2 separate regions of the Sus scrofa genome follow, and region 1 is linked to region 2. Evidence: chromatin contacts called from public Hi-C data. All regions are on one chromosome and are shown on one strand. The core of a region is the stretch at or near the end of the contact, and the rest is flanking DNA. Distances in the headings are between cores, read along the strand shown. Region 1 overlaps NT5DC3 (5'-nucleotidase domain-containing protein 3). Region 2 has its middle 34 kb from the start of NT5DC3.

Region 1 (4,636 bases), core at 1,807-4,306, 80 kb before region 2:
ACACACACACACACACACACACCACACACACACACACACAATGACAGGCTGGCAAAAGAAACCCTAAATGATGTTTATGAGCTTTTACAGAGCATTTGTGTGTTTCTGATGCTTTATAATAAAAGAAAAAGGAAAGGACATTGGCATTTATCTCTTACCATTACTTAAATGGAAAGACTTTTTCTGATAAACTGAGTAAACTGCTAATTTCCATCATTTCCAAAATAAATTATCTACTTCATGACTCTGATCTATCCTGCTCAGTAAAATGAGACATTAAAAAAAAATGAAAAATAAACAAAACAAAAAGACAACTTACAGAATGGGAGAAAATAGTTTCAAATGATGCAACGGACAAAGGCTTTATCTCTAAAATATACAAACAACTTATACAACTCAACAGCAAAAAAACCAACAACCCAATTGAAAAATGGGCAAAAGACCTGAATAGGCACTTCTCCAAAGATATACAGATGGCCAACAAGCACATGAAAAATACTCAACATCCCTGATTATTAGAGAAATGCAAATCAAAACCATCAAGAGATACCACGTCACACCCGTCAGAATGGCCATCATTAATAAGTCCACAAATAACAAATGCTAGAGGGGTGTGGAGAAAAGGGAACCCTCCTGCACTGTTGGTGGGAATGTAAATTGGCACAAGCGCTATGGAAAATAGCATGGAGGTACCTCAGAAAACTACATATAGAACTACCATATGACTGACCCAACAATCCCACTCTTGGGCATAAATCCAGACAAATCCTTGAAAAAGGCACATGCATTTATCTCTTATCATGTTCACTGCAGCACTATTCACAATAGCCAAGACATGGAAACAACCTAAATGTCCATCGACAGATGAATGGATTAACGTGTGGTATGTATTTGCAATGGAATACTACATAGCCATAAAAAAGAACAAAATAATGCCATTTGCAGAAACATGGATGGAACTAGAGACCCTCATACTAAGTCAGTCAGAAAGAGAAAGACAAATATCATATGATAGCATTTATATCTGGAATCTAATATATGGCACAAATGAACCTTTCCACAGGAAAGAAACTCATGGACACGGAGAACAGACCTATGGATGCCAAGGGGGAGGGGGAGGGAGTGGGATGGACTGGGAATCTGGAGTTAACTGATGCAAACTATTGCATTTCGAATGAATAAGCAATGAGATCCTGCTGTATAGCACTGGGAACTATATCTAGTCACTTGTAATAGAGCATGATGGAGGATAATGCAAGAAAAAGACTGTGTATATACATATGTGTGTGTCTCTGTGTGTGTGAGACTGGATCACTTTGTTGTACAGCAGAAAACTGACAGAACACTGTAAACCAACTATAAATGGAAAAAATAAAAATCATTAAATTTTTTTGAAATTATAAAAAAAAATGTGGGAGTTCCCATTGTGGCTCAGCAGTTAATGAATCTGATTAGCATCCATGAGGCCACAGCTTCGATCCCTGGCCTTGCTCAGTGGGTTACGGACCCGGCGTTGCCGTGAGCTGTGGGGTAGAGGTCATCAACGCGGCTGGGATCCCTTGTTGCTGTGGCTGTGGTGTAGGCCAGTGGCTACAGCTCAATTCAACCCCAAGCCTGGGAACCTCCATATGCCACAGGTATGCCCCTAAAAACCAAAAAAAAAAAAAAAAATGTGGTTCACTACTCATTTTTATGAAAAGTATAAAAACAGTCTTAAACAAAAGACAAGTTTCTCAATAAGTGGGCCTAACAACATCCTACCCCAACACAACAACAGGGAAAATGTGTCCTCACCGCCAGGTCGCTGTATATATGGTCACCGAAATACAACACTTTGGATCCCCTCCATCCGGTAAGCTTCAAAAATTCATATAAATTGCCCTGCAATAGAAAAACAGAGGTGTTATAGCATATGACAGATAGAGGCCCAAGATATCTAAAACTTAAAAGAATGTTTCTGCATTTACATTTAAATATTAAAATATGAAAACACCTTGACCTGAAGTCTTTCAGACCTTTCTTCTAAGTCAAATGTATTTTCAGAAAGGATTCATATTTTATATACCTCTTTGAAATAATCTAGTTTTTTCACTTAACATTCTGTGATCACGTCAATAAATATTCCCTCAGCTTTCAAGAGCTGAGAACGCCCATGATTCACCTTACCAATTCTGACGCTGGACATTTATTTGTTATCTCTTTGTAAGTAACTTCCTAATAAACAGTCTTATAGCAAAGCTATGTCTGAATAATTTTCTTAGGCTCATGTCCTAGAAGTGGAATGGCTGTATTAAAACTAATCTCTCAGGCCTGGAAAATATATTAGTGCCAAATCCAGCAGTTTGTTACTATCCACCAGGAATGTATCAGTATTAAAAAAAAAAAAAAAAAACTGTACAGTATAATATTATGTATTATAAATATTACACAGATATAAAAAAATTATGAGATTAAAAAAAAAACTAACTTCAATTACACAATAATGGTCAGCAATTCAATCATTTACTCAAACATGGGAGAGCTTTATATGATAACAAAATACATCAAAACTGTGGCACCAAAGTATTGGCAGTGTCTCTGCAGCTCTAGGACCACAGGTTCAATCCCCAGCAGGCACAGTGGGTTAAAGGATCTGGTGTTGCCGCAGCGGCAGCTTCGTTCACAGCTATGGCTCAGACCTGATTCTTGGCCTGGGAACTCCCTATGCCCTGGGGGAGGCCAAAAAAAAACCAAAACCGTACATAAAACACAGTTCATCAGGAAATAATTACTCATTTGAGTGAATACAATGCCATGGGATTAAATACTTTTTTTTTTTTTTTAATACTTCTTAAAGAGACATTTCCAAGGTTCACTACTGGCATCTTGAATTTTTTATCCTATGAAAAGAAGATACTTTAAATTTTGTTTTTTAAAAACTGTTTGATGCCGAATGAACTGAGACATAGCATGTTGAAACTATTGACTGAAGCTGAAATTCCGCCACCACATTACAAACAGTTCCAGCATCGGACCCAGAACTCTGCCCGGCACGTGGCAAGCCTCCACCAATGTCAGCCACTGTCCTTCTAACTGACCACAAAGCACAGCAACAGAAAGGACAGATGGGTCACGAGATACCTGCTTGTAAATCTGGCCTTTCTGCAACTTGTGGATTTTATCCCAGAGTAAGACGCCTTTCTCATTCACCTTTCGAAAAGGTCTAGCAACAGAAAGAGGAAACATTAGGACGCGTGGGAGCAGCGCAAGCTGCTGTCTGCTGTGTGAGAAATTACAGTTACTTCCTGGGAACAGCAAAGAGCTTCATCAACCAAAAACGAAAGCCCACCACCAACGTTCCCTGGCCTCGGGCAATATACCCCAAAAACTGTGGACCTCAGGAGCCAAAGGAGGTTGGTGGAAAAAGAACTCCAGGGTCAAATCAATTTGGAAAACACTACGCACTATGTATGGCCCTCTTTAAAACCACTGACGGCTCTGAAGAGCCCTCCCATGAAGCTTTTCTTTAACCCAGATTTCCCAAACTTCTGTGGCCATGCAGAAACTGTTTCACACACCGCTTATGGAGATAATGCTAGAACATTTATCCAGCTTTGCCCTGACATTCACCCAATCTAGATACAAAATACATTAAAACTGGGCACATGACTTTCTAATGGAAAATGGGGCGGGGCGGGGGGTGGGGAATAAAGGCTCGTTCCTCACCCTGGGGGTGCTAGTCTACAAAACACCAGGCTTATGTGTCCTTTTTCTTTTCTTGGGTAACATGGACTTGGGACTGCCTCTCTGTTAGAAAAATCTATGCTCACTGCAAAAAAAAAAAAAAAAAAAAAGTGGAAAATGCAGAAAAATACAATGAAGAAAAGGAAAACCACGCGTGATTCCAGAACTCTGAAACACACCATCTCAGTGGATACTGTTCGATCTTCCTCTTCCTTATGGACATAAAACCAGGGGGATTTGCACATACTGGTCCCTATCTCCTTTTCTCCAAGGCTGTGAGCTCCTCCCCATGTGATTAGTCTTCACACATCACTTTTTATAGTCATGAAACACTTTCACTGCCTCTTTTTTTTTTTTTTTGTCTTTTTGTTGTTGTTGTTGTTGCTATTTCTTGGGCCGCTCCCGCGGCATATGGGAGGTTCCCAGGCTAGGGGTTGAATCGGAGCTGCAGCCACCGGCCTACGCCAGAGCCACAGCAACGCGGGATCCGAGCCGCGCCTGCAACCTATACCACAGCTCACGGCCACGCCGGATCGTTAACCCACTGAGCAAGGGCAGGGACCGAACCCGCCACCTCATGGTTCCTAGTCGGATTCGTTAACAACTGCGCCACGACGGGAACTCATTTTTTTTTTTTTTTTCACTGCCTCTTTTTTTCAAACACCTTATTTTTAAGGGCTGCATAATATCCCCTCATATGGATGTTCCTTTCGGTCGTTTCTAACCTTCATCACGACAAATAAAACGGGGCTGGACGGAGGTGGAGGATTCTTAATCCGGGCACCCAGAGTGAGGGGCACAGCTGAGCAGGGCCCCTCCCGGGGAGACTGTCTCAGACACCGTCTGGCCTCTGTGTATAAACACGGCAAAGGAGGAAGGTCCCCGGGGAAAGGAGAGGAGGCTCCCGCCCTGA
Region 2 (4,958 bases), core at 209-2,708:
GGAACCTCCATGTGCTGTGGGTGCAGCCCTAAAAAAAATAGAAATAAAAATTGTAAAGCAATTTTTTTGTTGAAGTAGAGTTGATTTACAATGTTGTGTTAGTTTCAGGCGTACAGCAAAGTGATTCGGTTTTATACATACTTTTTCTTTTCCAGATTCTCTTCCACTCTAGGTTATTACAGGACATTGAATTATGTTCCCTTGTGAGACAATAGGTCCCAAAGGCTTCTTTCCATCACGAGGACAAGCCGGCGCCCTCTCCCACCTCAGGGCGCTGCACATGAAGCTCCATTTGTCAGGACGGCCCCTCACCGCCTCCCGCCCACCCCCACCCACAGGGGGCTCCTGCAGCCTCTCAAGTCTCAGCTTAAATGCCCCCTCCCGAAGAGGCCCCTAGACCACCCTTTCACAAGTGGTCCCTCCCCCGGCTTGAGCTCTGCCTCCCTCGCCTGTGTGCGTCTCTCACGGCCTTTAGTCTCACTGCATTTGTCAGCTCCCTCGTGTGTTGTGAGTCAGCTCCTTTAGAGAGCAGCATGGGTGACTCTGTCCTGCTCACCCTGCTGGACTCTGCCCCAGGTAAACAGTTTTTGAATATGTGAGCCCTGGTCAGCCTAGAATCCTCCCCCACCACCCATATCTGCTTGCCTAGACCCTGAATCCCCTGACCCCGGAGAGCAGAAGTGCAGTGTGCTCCCATCAAGGCTACTGCTAATGCCGCCGATCCAACTCTAAGCATCCCTGTCCACTGGGACCCCAGCCTACCCGCTGGTTTGGCCTCCTTGGTACACTCGTCCGTACAGGCCAAGATCTGCCAAACTCCCTGGAACTCTGCGCTTTGGACACCCCAGCCAGCTTAGGGGGCCAGTCCCAAAATCCACAGAAGTGTCCCTGGTTCCCACACTGGTTTCCTTTGCTCATCAAGGCCCCAGCATGTCCATGACCAGCCCTGCCTGTGCAAGGATGATGACTTAGAAGCCAGCCTCCACAGACAGAGGATTAGAGCTCACAAACACTGATGCTAGAAGAGATTCTGCACAACAAGGACTTATGCGGATAGGCTGTAGGCTGGAGAGGCCTAGCTTGAATGCTCAGCTCCAGATACGCTGGCTGTGGGAGCTGACACAGTTTCTTTCAGCTCCGACCTACGGTTTCCTCATCTGTAAAGTGAGGGTAGCAGTACCTACCACAGGATTTATCACTGAAGGTAAAAGAGATGGTGAGCAGAGAGTCCCTTGTACATAGCAAGCATGCAGCAAATGATAACTATTACTACGCAAGTGGATTCACAGCTGAAATGTAGAGCAGGCAAGCAGCTTGCCTGAGGTGACCTTTGATCCCATAGCCATGGCGGTGGACTGTAACAACAGCTGGGATTCCCCACACCAACCTGTGCCCAGCTCCCCTTCGCAGTGCCGCTCTGCACCTCCTCCCATCCAGAGGTCAGAGTCTCTTTCTCCACCCTTGAATGCAGCCTGGTGATTTGCTGTGACTAATCGAATGCAGTGGAAGGGGGTGCCATGCAGTTCTGAGCCCAGGCCGATCTCCGCTCAGAGTTCTGCAGCCTGGGCCATCTTCCCAAAGGATGAGGAACATGGCCCGGCCACCCTGTCACCCCGTCAGACAGCCATCAGACATCTGGTCCTCTTAGACAAGCCAGCCCCACTGATCCTGCCAACTGATGGCAGATGTTTGCATGAGCCCAGCCCAGATCTTGCTAAGCCCACCCCGGACCAAGGGGATCCCCTAGGGGGCCCATGGACCTGTGGGCAATGGTAAGCAGCTATTGGTTTTAATCCATTAGTTTGAAGATGATTTGTTATGCAACATAAGTTAATTGACAGAGCCATTTAAATATGACAGAAGTCCTCGGTTTCGTCAGACTGTAAATCAGAGGGTCAAAAATGGTTAGTAGCTGCATTCACTGGACCTTCTTAGTCTCTGTCCAATGAGTGGTACCATTGGAGCCTCGGGCGTCAGATACTGAACAATAATGCTTGCGGGTCTCCCATGAACGCTTTTAGACTTACAATAATGTGCAATGTAGATGCTATTTTTATTCTTTTCTTACAAATATGAAAACTGTAACCCAGAAAGGCTAAGTCTTGTATCTAAAAGGAAGTGGAAAGGTGGGATTTGAACCCAGAAAGGCTGGCTTCCCAGTCAAGCTCTCAACAGCCCCCTTACTGCTCGAAGCCTCCTCTTCTGAAGCGTATCATAACAGCCTTCGACCTTCTAAAAGGATGGCCTGTCGCAGGAGGAATGCTCGTGGTCAACTGACACACAGCCACCAGTCCAACAAAAAATCAAATGAAACTAAACACACACACAGCCGTTTCCCTTCCTTCATGGTAGGAACAGCCCAGGAGTTTGACACTGAAACACGAGAGGTTAAGTCCTCTGCCCGTGCTCACCACCCTTTTGCTTCACTAGGTCCTGGTTGTCTTTTAAGGTGCTAGGTGAAAATTCTATCAGGTTGGACCATGCTTTTTGGAAATACTGGAACCCTTCTGAGTCATCCCCATTTCAAGATAGAGTCCCCGATAGCATTCTGTACTTTGAGAAACATTTCTGTCATGGATGGACTCTATACGAAATGAAAGAGATGCAGTGTGAGACCAGGCACAGCCCCCAGACCCCTGCCCAAGAAAGGCTCATTTCACAGTGAACTGGCCAAAGATCGCATGCCTTCCAACATTTCCCAGGGAATTCTAAACACTGATAAGATGATGGTTAGAGTGAAACATTTATTGGAGACACTGCAAGCAAAAAATAAATTTTGGAAAATGTTTTTGCAGGTTATTGGTTCACGGTAATAAAAATTTTTGAAAATAGGTGTAACATAAACATGTCTTGCACCTATTAAAGCTCCCGAAGGAGATATTATCTAAAATCCAAATGAACACCTAAAAATATTGTCCACATGAATTCAAATGCGACCAGAGATCTAACTTTATATTTGACACATTTTAAAAAATTTTTTAGGTTTCATTGAATTATAGTTGAGTTACAAAGTTGTGATAATTTCTGCTGTGATTCAGTTATACATACCATTCTTCTCAGATTATTTTTCCCACATAGGTTATCACAGAATATTGAGTAGCATTCCCTGTGCTATACAGCAGATCCCCGTTGACCATCCATTCCGTACACGATAATGTGCATATGCCAAACCCAAATCCCCAGTCCATTCCTCCCCGACACCTGTCCCCTTTAGCAGCTATAACTTTGTTTTTGAAGTCTGTGAGTCTGTTTTTGTTTTGTGAATAAGTTCATTTGTATCCTTTTTTAGATTCCACATATAAGTGATATTATATGATGTTTGTCTTTCTCTGTCTGATTTACTTCACTTAGTACGATAATCTCTAGGTTCATTTATGTTGCTGCAAATGGCATTGTGTTTAGAGACTTGAATTTCAATTTCCTTTCCTGGTTTAGCACATTTATTTCAGGGGCACTTAAATGTCATTACCTTAAATCACTCCTCTGTCAAAACCTTATCAAGGTATAAAAATAAACTAGTTGTTTATAATATTTTTTTGGCCATGCCCACAGAATGCAGAAGCTCCTAAGCCAGGGACTGAACCTATGCCACAGCAGTAACCAGAGCCACAGTAGGGAAAACACCAGATCCTTAGCCCACTGGGCCACCAGGGAACTCCCACAGTTATAATCTTCTAAATGAGAGCTATTGATGAGGTATCTTACTATTAATACTCATTTCAGAAAACTTAATATTAACAAGAACTCATGTGAATATGTTCGGTAACTGTGTAAGGCCCTATTCAAATGGACAGCATTACCACCATCACTGGTTATGTCATACTTTATACTGAAAAACTAGCCCAGGACAGGACTGACTGAACTAGTACTCCCCCTGGGGGGGAATACTTCCCGCTCTCCTGTACCTCCTGAAAGTACCATTCCATGTCAAACTAACCTTCTGCAGCTTGATCCAGAGCTTTCCAACAAGTGTCCTACAAAGAGGCTACAGCTATTCTGAAATACCGATCTTGGCCCTGGAGGCAGCCAGGTGTGGTGTGAGATCCCTGGGCCCATGGTCTTTCATACCCCCTCTTGGGTATCTTTCCAAGTGACCCCTTCTCGGCCGCCAGCCTAGATCTCAGCCCTCGTGCTCACACATCCCATCCCCCACTTCAAGATGGCCTCCATATTGACTTTACTGAGACTGAATCTACTCTGAAAGATTGTCTTGGATGTTGGTTAGGATCACAATGGGCTGCAAGTAACAGAAAACCCAAATTAACAGTGGCTTGATTTTTCTCTCATACAAAAGTCAGAAAGTAAATGACCCAGGGCTATAGATATAGTACAAGGTCAGAGACATGGTTCACTGTTTGACCTCACCTGACCTCCATTCCAAGGACACCTCTTGGACTAAAATGGCTGCTCCATCTCCAGCCATCGTATCCACAATCCAGCCAACAAGAAGGAGGGAAGAAGAGAGGGAGGGTACACCCTCCGCTTCATGGAAACTTCTCAGACATTATCCACATCACCTCCATTCATACCCCATCAGCCAAAGCTTAGGTGTGTGCTCACCTCTAGTTTCACAGACAGCTATGAAATATACTCTGGGCTAAACATCCAGGAGGGGAATGGGCACATCGTTTAATATGAATGGGGAATAGATACTAGGAAATTACGGTCTCTGTAATTTTCTTTTAAATTTAAAATTAGCTGTATTTTCACCCATTTTCTTCCCTCCTGCATAACCTGGAGGAAGGGATGCCCCACCTCCTTACCAAGGATTCACTCCTTCCCAAGGTCTTGGAGTCCTGTCCTCTTCACAGAGTCCCCAGCAGCATCTCCAAGCCACCCCCTCCCTGGCTCATTTCCTCTTCCACCAAACACACAAATCCTGGATCAAACCTAACCTGAACCTGATACAATCCTGACTTTTCATCTTTCTCCTTTTCCCAATACCCTTCTCAAACAGT

Evidence for each region. A called contact is a pair of places that touch in the nucleus more often than the background predicts.
Region 1: a contact with region 2 is called in a Hi-C map of liver, with 4 times the contacts expected there. A contact is called at or near these places in 1 of 5 promoter capture datasets (liver) and 2 of 47 Hi-C or Micro-C datasets (embryonic fibroblasts and liver).

Annotation. Positions count from the first base shown.
Region 1 is chr5:80,670,836-80,675,471 of Sscrofa11.1, reverse strand. NT5DC3 (5'-nucleotidase domain-containing protein 3) reads right to left here. Exons shown (of 15, transcript XM_005664189.3): 11 at 3,121-3,202; 12 at 1,795-1,881. Among named protein-coding and RNA genes, the nearest start is that of NT5DC3, 47 kb to the right of the region's middle.
Region 2 is chr5:80,589,006-80,593,963 of Sscrofa11.1, reverse strand. No RefSeq gene overlaps it. Among named protein-coding and RNA genes, the nearest start is that of NT5DC3, 34 kb to the left of the region's middle.